2 separate regions of the Macaca mulatta genome follow, and region 1 is linked to region 2. Evidence: chromatin contacts called from public Hi-C data. All regions are on one chromosome and are shown on one strand. The core of a region is the stretch at or near the end of the contact, and the rest is flanking DNA. Distances in the headings are between cores, read along the strand shown. Region 1 holds the start of APAF1 (apoptotic peptidase activating factor 1). Region 2 holds the start of TMPO (thymopoietin).

Region 1 (3,355 bases), core at 106-2,605, 130 kb after region 2:
AGACTGGGAAAACAAAACTTACAAGTTGGTTTTAAGGTTATTTCTAATACTCATTTTTCCTAATGACACTATTATATTGCCATTTACCTGGTTTTAAAACTGCAACTGTTTAAAGTGAACACAAGTGCTATGTTTTGTAGCTTTACCATATTAAAGTTCAATCTGTAACTTAATAAAATTATAAAAATAATTAAATTCATAACGCACGCACGGTGATCAAAATATGAGCACTCCTCCAAGCTCTGCTACTATAACGTTTGCTCCTTTGGGATCATAATGATCTTTTTCTTTTTTTTTTCTTTCCTTTTTTTTTTTTTTTGAGACGGAGTCTCACTCGGTCGCCCAGGCTGGAGTGCAGTGGTGTGATCTTGGCTCACTGCAACCTCCGCCTCCCGGGTTCAAGCGATTCTCCTGCCTCGGCCTCCAGAGGAACTGGGACTACAGGCGCCCACCACCACGCCTGGCTGATTATTCGTATTTTTGGTAGAGATGGGGTTTCACCATGTTGGTCAGGCTAGTCTCGAACTCCTGACTTCAAGTGATCCACCTGCCTCGGTCTCCCAACATAATGATCTATTTCAAGGTTGCAAATATTTCCATTAGGCATTTATGGGGCGAGTAGGGTGGGGCAGATGTGTCCCGGACTGGGGCACAGTGGACAGGAAGTAACGGTTTATAACAACGTGAACGCTTCTAACGTGAAGCGGGCGCTTCAGAAAGCGTGGCCGAATCTGCAGCTCTTAACAAGCGGCTCGTTCCCAAACTTTAGCCTCAAGTCCCTCTGAGCGATAGAGGCATGCTACCAGTACGGGGGAAAATGAGATATAAGATACGCGCGAAAGGGAAAAACAAGGCTGGGCTGTTTCCTTCCTTTGGGGTCAAGACAGAGCACAGAAGGCCCAGCTCTGGGGGGTTGGATCACCTCCGGGGGGATGCTGAGCCGGGTGGGAGAACAAACAGCAGGGGGCCCACAGGAGGCCGGCCCGGGCAGCCTCGCGTCCACTTACCAGGCCAGGCCCAGGCACGTCCCCAGCGACAGCAGGCTCAGGCCCGTTCGGGGGTCTGCCCAGCCCCCGCCTCCGCCGCCCCGGTCCTCGGGGGTCTTCCCGCCCTCGCTCCGCTTCCCGGGCTCCGCAGCGGGGGCTCCCTTGGGCCCCGACTTCTTCCGGCTCTTCACCTCAGACATGTCTGGAGGCCCTAGGAAGTTGAAGCCCCGGGCAGCTTCTTCACCAGGGGTAGCAGGACGTGGCTGCCTTGGCGATCGCGGGAACCCTGGGCGGTGACCGCGCCCCTTCACAGACTTGGCACCGCCCAGAGCCCAGCCCCTTCCCTCTCCCCGCCATCCTCGTTGCTTCACTGAGTCTTTCAGCTACCAGCTCCAAAGTTCCCCTAGGAGAGGTGCGCGGCGACCTCACCCCACAGCGCCTTCCACTGCGATATTGCTCCAAATCCGAAGAAATTCAAACTCCCGGGCGCGCTCAGGCCGACGGGACCCGAGGAGGTGGGGCGGGACAAAGGGGTCGCGCGCGCCACGTCGGGCGCGCCGCCCCCGCCCGAGTCAGGCCTTGATGGGAACGCGGCCAGTCCCTGAGGCGAAGCCAAGCCCCCTCCGCGGGATAGGCGGGCACTTCTACGAGCGCGGGCACGAGCCGTGGCGGGAGTGCGCGGCGCCGGCGGCCGCCCCTTGGGGCTTCGGGTGTGTTTATTTGCATAAGCGGGCGCGCGCAGTCCGGGCTGGGTGGGTCCGGCGGGATTTGATTGCTCAGCTGTCCAAAGGTGGAGAAGAGGTAGCGAGCGAGTGGACGTGATTGCTCTATCCTGGGCAAAAGGGACAGAACCGGAGGTGGAGTGTCTGGGCAGTCGGCGACCCGCGAAGACTTGAGGTGCCGCGGCGGCGTCCGGAGTAGCGCCGGGCTCCCCCCGGGGTGCAGCCGCCGTCGGGGGAAGGGCGCCACAGGCCGGGGAGCCCTCCTCCCTTTGTGTCCAGGAGTGGGTTCCACCGGAGGGCGGCCCGTGGGCCAGGCCTCACTGCGGCGCCCCGGGACTGTGGGGTCAGACTGCGGTGGGTGGACGCCCACCTCGCCACCCTTCGGAGGTCCCTGGGGGTCTTCGTGCGCCCCGGGGCTGCGGAGATCCAGAGGAGGCGCCTGTGAGGCCCGGACCTGCCCCGGGGCGCGGGGTATGTGACGGGACAGAGCCCCACACCCCTGATACCCGGTGGAAAACCTCTGTTGCCGTTTCCCTCCACCGGCCTGGAGTCTCCCAGTCTTGTCCTGGCAGTGCCGCCCTTCCCAGTAAGACCTAGGCGCAAAGGCTTGGGTAAGTTGACCTCCTCGCTTTTCTCCCCGGGCCAGGTTCTTTGGAGGCTCGGTAGCTGGTTTCAGGGACTGATAATTTGAGGACATGGTATATTTGATAACCATCCTGCTCCTGTACCAGGAAGAGAAATTCTCTAACGAGGAAGTAGTAAACTTAGGGTTTTCATGGATGAACGTACACTGTGTTTTCTGTTTTACATCTAGGAAGAGTTTTGGCTTTTCATTTTGTTGTGGGTTACAAAAGGTTTTGAGACTTAGTTCAGATTATTTGTGCAGTTTTAAAACGTGTTTAAGATTTGCATATTTTAGTTTAACAGGACTAGGTGAAATTGGAAATTAGTGTCAGAAAGCCAGAGTGTCTATTTGCTTAGCTATTGGGCATAACCTAAAAAATTCATTCATTCTTGTTTTTTCACATCGAATTTCATTACTATAAATTGAGGAACATTTTATGTTTAAGAGGACAAAAACGTTATTAACATTTTAAAAAATGACAGTTTTAATTCCAATCAACTTTTTATCAGTTTCGTGCCCCTACTGGGCATTTTGTTAGCCTTGACAAGCATAGGCAAATACCCTACGTCCCTATTTTTCCAAGTGCTACATTTGGTGACTTCAAAAACAGTCATTGAAGTTTGATAATTACTGCCCCCTTCTGTGAGCTCCAAGTTGCTTGTGCCCTGTTTTTGCACTTTGGACGTTGACATTCCTACTCCCTCTCTCTTTTTCTTCTTTGACTAGACTGTGAATTATTTCAGGGAGATGACTCAATCTTTTCTGTAGTCTTGGTGTCTGACATATAGAGAGGAGCACAAATGTGTATTGAATAAATGAATTAATAAGCCCGTTTACACTCTTTCTATACATTGGATAGAGTTCTGTTAATGTTTTGAAAACTTGGAGACATTGTGAACTGGGTTTATGCCCATGGAAAAATTTGCATTATATTTGAAATAAAGTTGCTAGAAACGTCAAGTATTTTACTATAAAGGCTATTGTTCTTTCCTCATGTCCTCTTGGTCTGAGAAACGACATCA
Region 2 (3,653 bases), core at 558-3,057:
TCTATAATTTCTGGGAAGTGGCCAGGAGGCTCGTGGATGATGGCAGTAAGGAGAGTAGAAGGTGATTTGGCCAGAAGATATGAACTTCAAGTATTTTTGAAGGAGAAAAGAGCAGAAATAGTTTGGAAGTAGCAATCAGGACCAAAGAGACCACCCAATCTCAATAGCCTAACCTCTTTGTGTTAGGGTATGCTGAATCTGTTAAGTGTAATCTCAATTTTGGAGTTCTACAGCAGTAAATCCGCAAGTATAACCACCTGTAGCTAATGTCCAGGTATAAGAAAAAGATAATGAAAATGTTTTTGCCCAGGAAACATTAATTGCAGGCATCTAGAATGCAGTTCTTGCATTATACGTACTGGGTTACCAGTCATTGCAAAATCATGGTCCTTTGCCTCTCAGCTCAGTTCCCCTTCTGAAGATAAAAACATTTGCCTATGTGTCCAGGGAAGCCGTAGGGGCAAAAAACCAAGTAACTTTTACAAGGGATCATAAAAATCTACCTAACAACTTGCTAATTAAAACCTGATTTTTAATTTGCATTATTGAGCTTAATACCATTGCTTATATATGGATACTGAGATTTTTATAAACTAGTTACCTCTAGGAAAATATCACTAAAAGAAGTATCTCCTCAATTTGAACAAAAGTAAGTCGCTTAAATCATAGGAAACATTTTTAGTGAAAGCGTTTGTTTTAAATATATTCTAACCTAACAGTGTAGAAAGCAGGCAAACCAAAAAAAATGTAATCAGTTTCTAAAATATAGTTTGGAGCTCAGATTCTGGGGAAATTATTAACACATTCTTGATCCAAGGTCTCCTTTCTTTTCTAGAATCTTTAATCATACATATTCATCAGAAATACAAATATTTGTCATCAGTGATACTAATTTTCAGGCAAACATTTTAATTGCAGTCACTACCAGGTTTTAATTTGGATTAGTAATACGGGTTTGATTAGGGTTCTCGGCCTAATTATAGGTCACTAGGCTTCCTTTAGGATTACGCAACATCTGCTATTTTAAATTGACCATTGAGGGGGTTCCCAAGGGTTCGGCTTCGTTTTGTTATCAAACGTTAGTGGGATCCAAAGCCAGGATCGGTTTCAACAAAAATGCAAGCGCGAATTTGTCTTGAGTCTCAACGCACTGTTCAAATTAAACAATTTAGACATGCCCCAACTACGAGACTAAGAAGTGAACGGTATAGTACACTTTTGTCACAAATTCAAGGGTAAAGTGCCCGATGGTAGAGGTCTGGCTTCTCCCGGGTTTCTGGAACAAAAGAAGCGTTCGCGAGTAGACAGAGGGGTAACTCCCTGCCCTCCCCCTCCCAAAGTAAATCAAATCAAGGAATATGAGTGCCTGCAGACAAGTCTCGCTTCTTTTCTTCCCCTTCATGGCTAGCGTTTGGGGAAGGCAAGGCTGCGGCTACTCTTCGGTGCTTCAGTGTCCCGGGAGGAAGAAAGGCCCAGACAAGGGTCCTCACAGCCGGCGTGGAATTCGGCCGGTTCGTAGGCGATCGACCCCAGAGACGAAAGCTGCTTCTCAAGCTGGGGGAGGGAGAGGAAACGGCGCACAAAAGCAGTACGACCTGTCCCTTATCGGCGTCTAAGGGGAAGGGTGGAGAAAATGAAAACAGAAGCGGGCCGGGCGCCTCGGCTCCCGCCCCAGCGCCTTTTAAACTGCGTTTCTACCTCCTCTCGCTCAGCGCGGCGGCTAATGGAACCCGCGCGGGCCGTCCCGCCAATCACCGCCGCGCTTCCTCCCGTCGCCCGCCAATGGCGCCGCGCGTTCTTGGGGCGTGGGCGAAGCAAGCTGCTCGCCTCCTGCCTGTAGTGTGTAGGCTGGGGTTGGTGCGGGCTTCCAGCTTGGCTGCACTTCGTCCGTAGTTCGGCTCTGGGGTCTTTTGTGTCCGGGTCTGGCTTGGCTTTGTGTCCGCGAGTTTTTGCTCCGCTCCGCAGCGCTCCTACTGGGCAGGAGCCGTGAGGCTCGGAGGCGGCAGCGCGGCCCCCGGCCAGGAGCGAGCGCGCCGGCGTGAGCGGCGGCAGCGAAGGCTGCGGGGAGGGGGCTTCGCAGATCCCCGAGATGCCGGACTTCCTGGAAGACCCCTCGGTCCTGACGAAGGACAAGTTGAAGAGTGAGTTGGTCGCCAACAATGTGACGCTGCCGGCTGGGGAGCAGCGCAAAGACGTGTACGTCCAGCTCTACCTGCAGCACCTCACGGCGCGCAACCGGCCGCCGCTCGCCGCCGGCGCCAACAGCAAGGGGCCCCCGGACTTCTCCAGTGACGAGGAACGCGAGCCCACGCCGATTCTCGGCTCTGTGGCCGCCGCCGCGGGCCGGAGCCGAGCAGCCGTCGGCAGGGTAAGGACGCGGGGCCGGGGCCACAAAGGCGGGCGTTTGGCGGTTGCCGCGCGCGCTCGCCGCCGTTTGCAGCCCCTCCCTCCCGGGCGCCCCCTTGGGCCTCCCAGGTGCGGGGCTGTCCCTGCGCCCCCTCGCGTTGCCCCTTCCCCGCGGGGCTGCAGGCGCTGGAGCGGAGAGGCCAGAAGTTGGGGCACCGGGATTCGCGTTCTTTGACGTGTGTGTCTGGGAGGTGTGGAGTTGCGTTGGTGGCGGTTGTTTTGCACGCGGGCGACGCGGCTTCCCTGGACCACCAGCTGCCGGCAGCGGGCGTTTAGACGGGGACTTCCGTGGCCTTTCGAAAGCTCTGGAGGGGTGGCCCCAAAATGCTATAGGTTAAGTTCGAGCGTTTTCCCGCTTTATTAACTGAAATGACTCGCAGCAGAGTCTCACAGCGCTCCCTGGAGGGCAACTGATGACACACTAATTTCTAACCAAAATTTGAATTAAGGAAATTCCCGCCTTTTTATACTTTTGCGTATGGAGGGCTTTTTGAACCGTTTATGTTTTCTAGTTTAATTTTTCCCACCAACAGGACATCTTTTGGCGGGACGGCTTCACGCAGAATTGAAAGGAACAGTTTAAACTACATTTTAAAGCGCCTATTATAATTTTTAAATATTTATTTATTTATTTTTGAGATGGAGTTTCGCTCCTGTTGCCCAGGCTGGCGTGCAATGGCGTGATGTCGGCTCACTGCCACTTCCGCCTCCCGGGTTCAAGCGATTCTCCTGCCTCAGCCTCCCGAGTAGCTAGGATTACCGGCATGCGTCGCCACGCCCGGGTAATTTTTGTATTTTAGTAGAAACCGGGTTTCTCCATGTTGGTTAGGCCGGTCTCGAACTCCTGACCTCAGGTGGTCCACTCACCTCGGCCTCCCAAGTTCTGGGATAACAGGCGTGAGCCACCGGACCCGGCCCTATAAACAAATATTTGAAAATTACTCACAGTTTGGATTGCGTTTTTCTCCCTTACTGGTAAATTTTGCTTGAGGAAAGGAAAGAGGATTCAGGAAAAATTTATTGCATGACATTCTGGTGCAACAGTATTGCAATTTGGAATGTCTGATCCTGGTTAAATCTCAAATCGGCTCCAGCAAAGCATGTTTTGTTTGAGAATAGTTTGCTTTTTTTCCTGTGGATTTTAATATGCTTTTTGTGTGTTTGCTTATGCCTGCCGAGTTACCAGGCTTCAAGTCGTAGTAGGATGAAGCTAAAACTAGTAATTGGTGTAACATAAAATGCCTTGT

What was found. A called contact is a pair of places that touch in the nucleus more often than the background predicts.
Region 1: a contact with region 2 is called in a Hi-C map of fetal cortex germinal zone, with 2.4 times the contacts expected there. The contact joins the promoter of APAF1 here to the promoter of TMPO in region 2. A contact is called at or near these places in 2 of 14 Hi-C or Micro-C datasets (fetal cortex germinal zone and fetal cortical plate).

The regions. Positions count from the first base shown.
Region 1 is chr11:105,939,625-105,942,979 of T2T-MMU8v2.0, forward strand. APAF1 (apoptotic peptidase activating factor 1) reads left to right here and starts at 1,356. Exons shown (of 27, transcript XM_015152496.3): 1 at 1,356-2,319. IKBIP (IKBKB interacting protein) reads right to left here and starts at 1,274. Exons shown (of 2, transcript XM_015152522.3): 1 at 1,008-1,274. The coding sequence starts at 1,186.
Region 2 is chr11:105,805,959-105,809,611 of T2T-MMU8v2.0, forward strand. It overlaps TMPO (thymopoietin), which reads left to right and starts at 1,808. Exons shown (of 4, transcript NM_001261527.1): 1 at 1,808-2,368. The coding sequence starts at 2,090.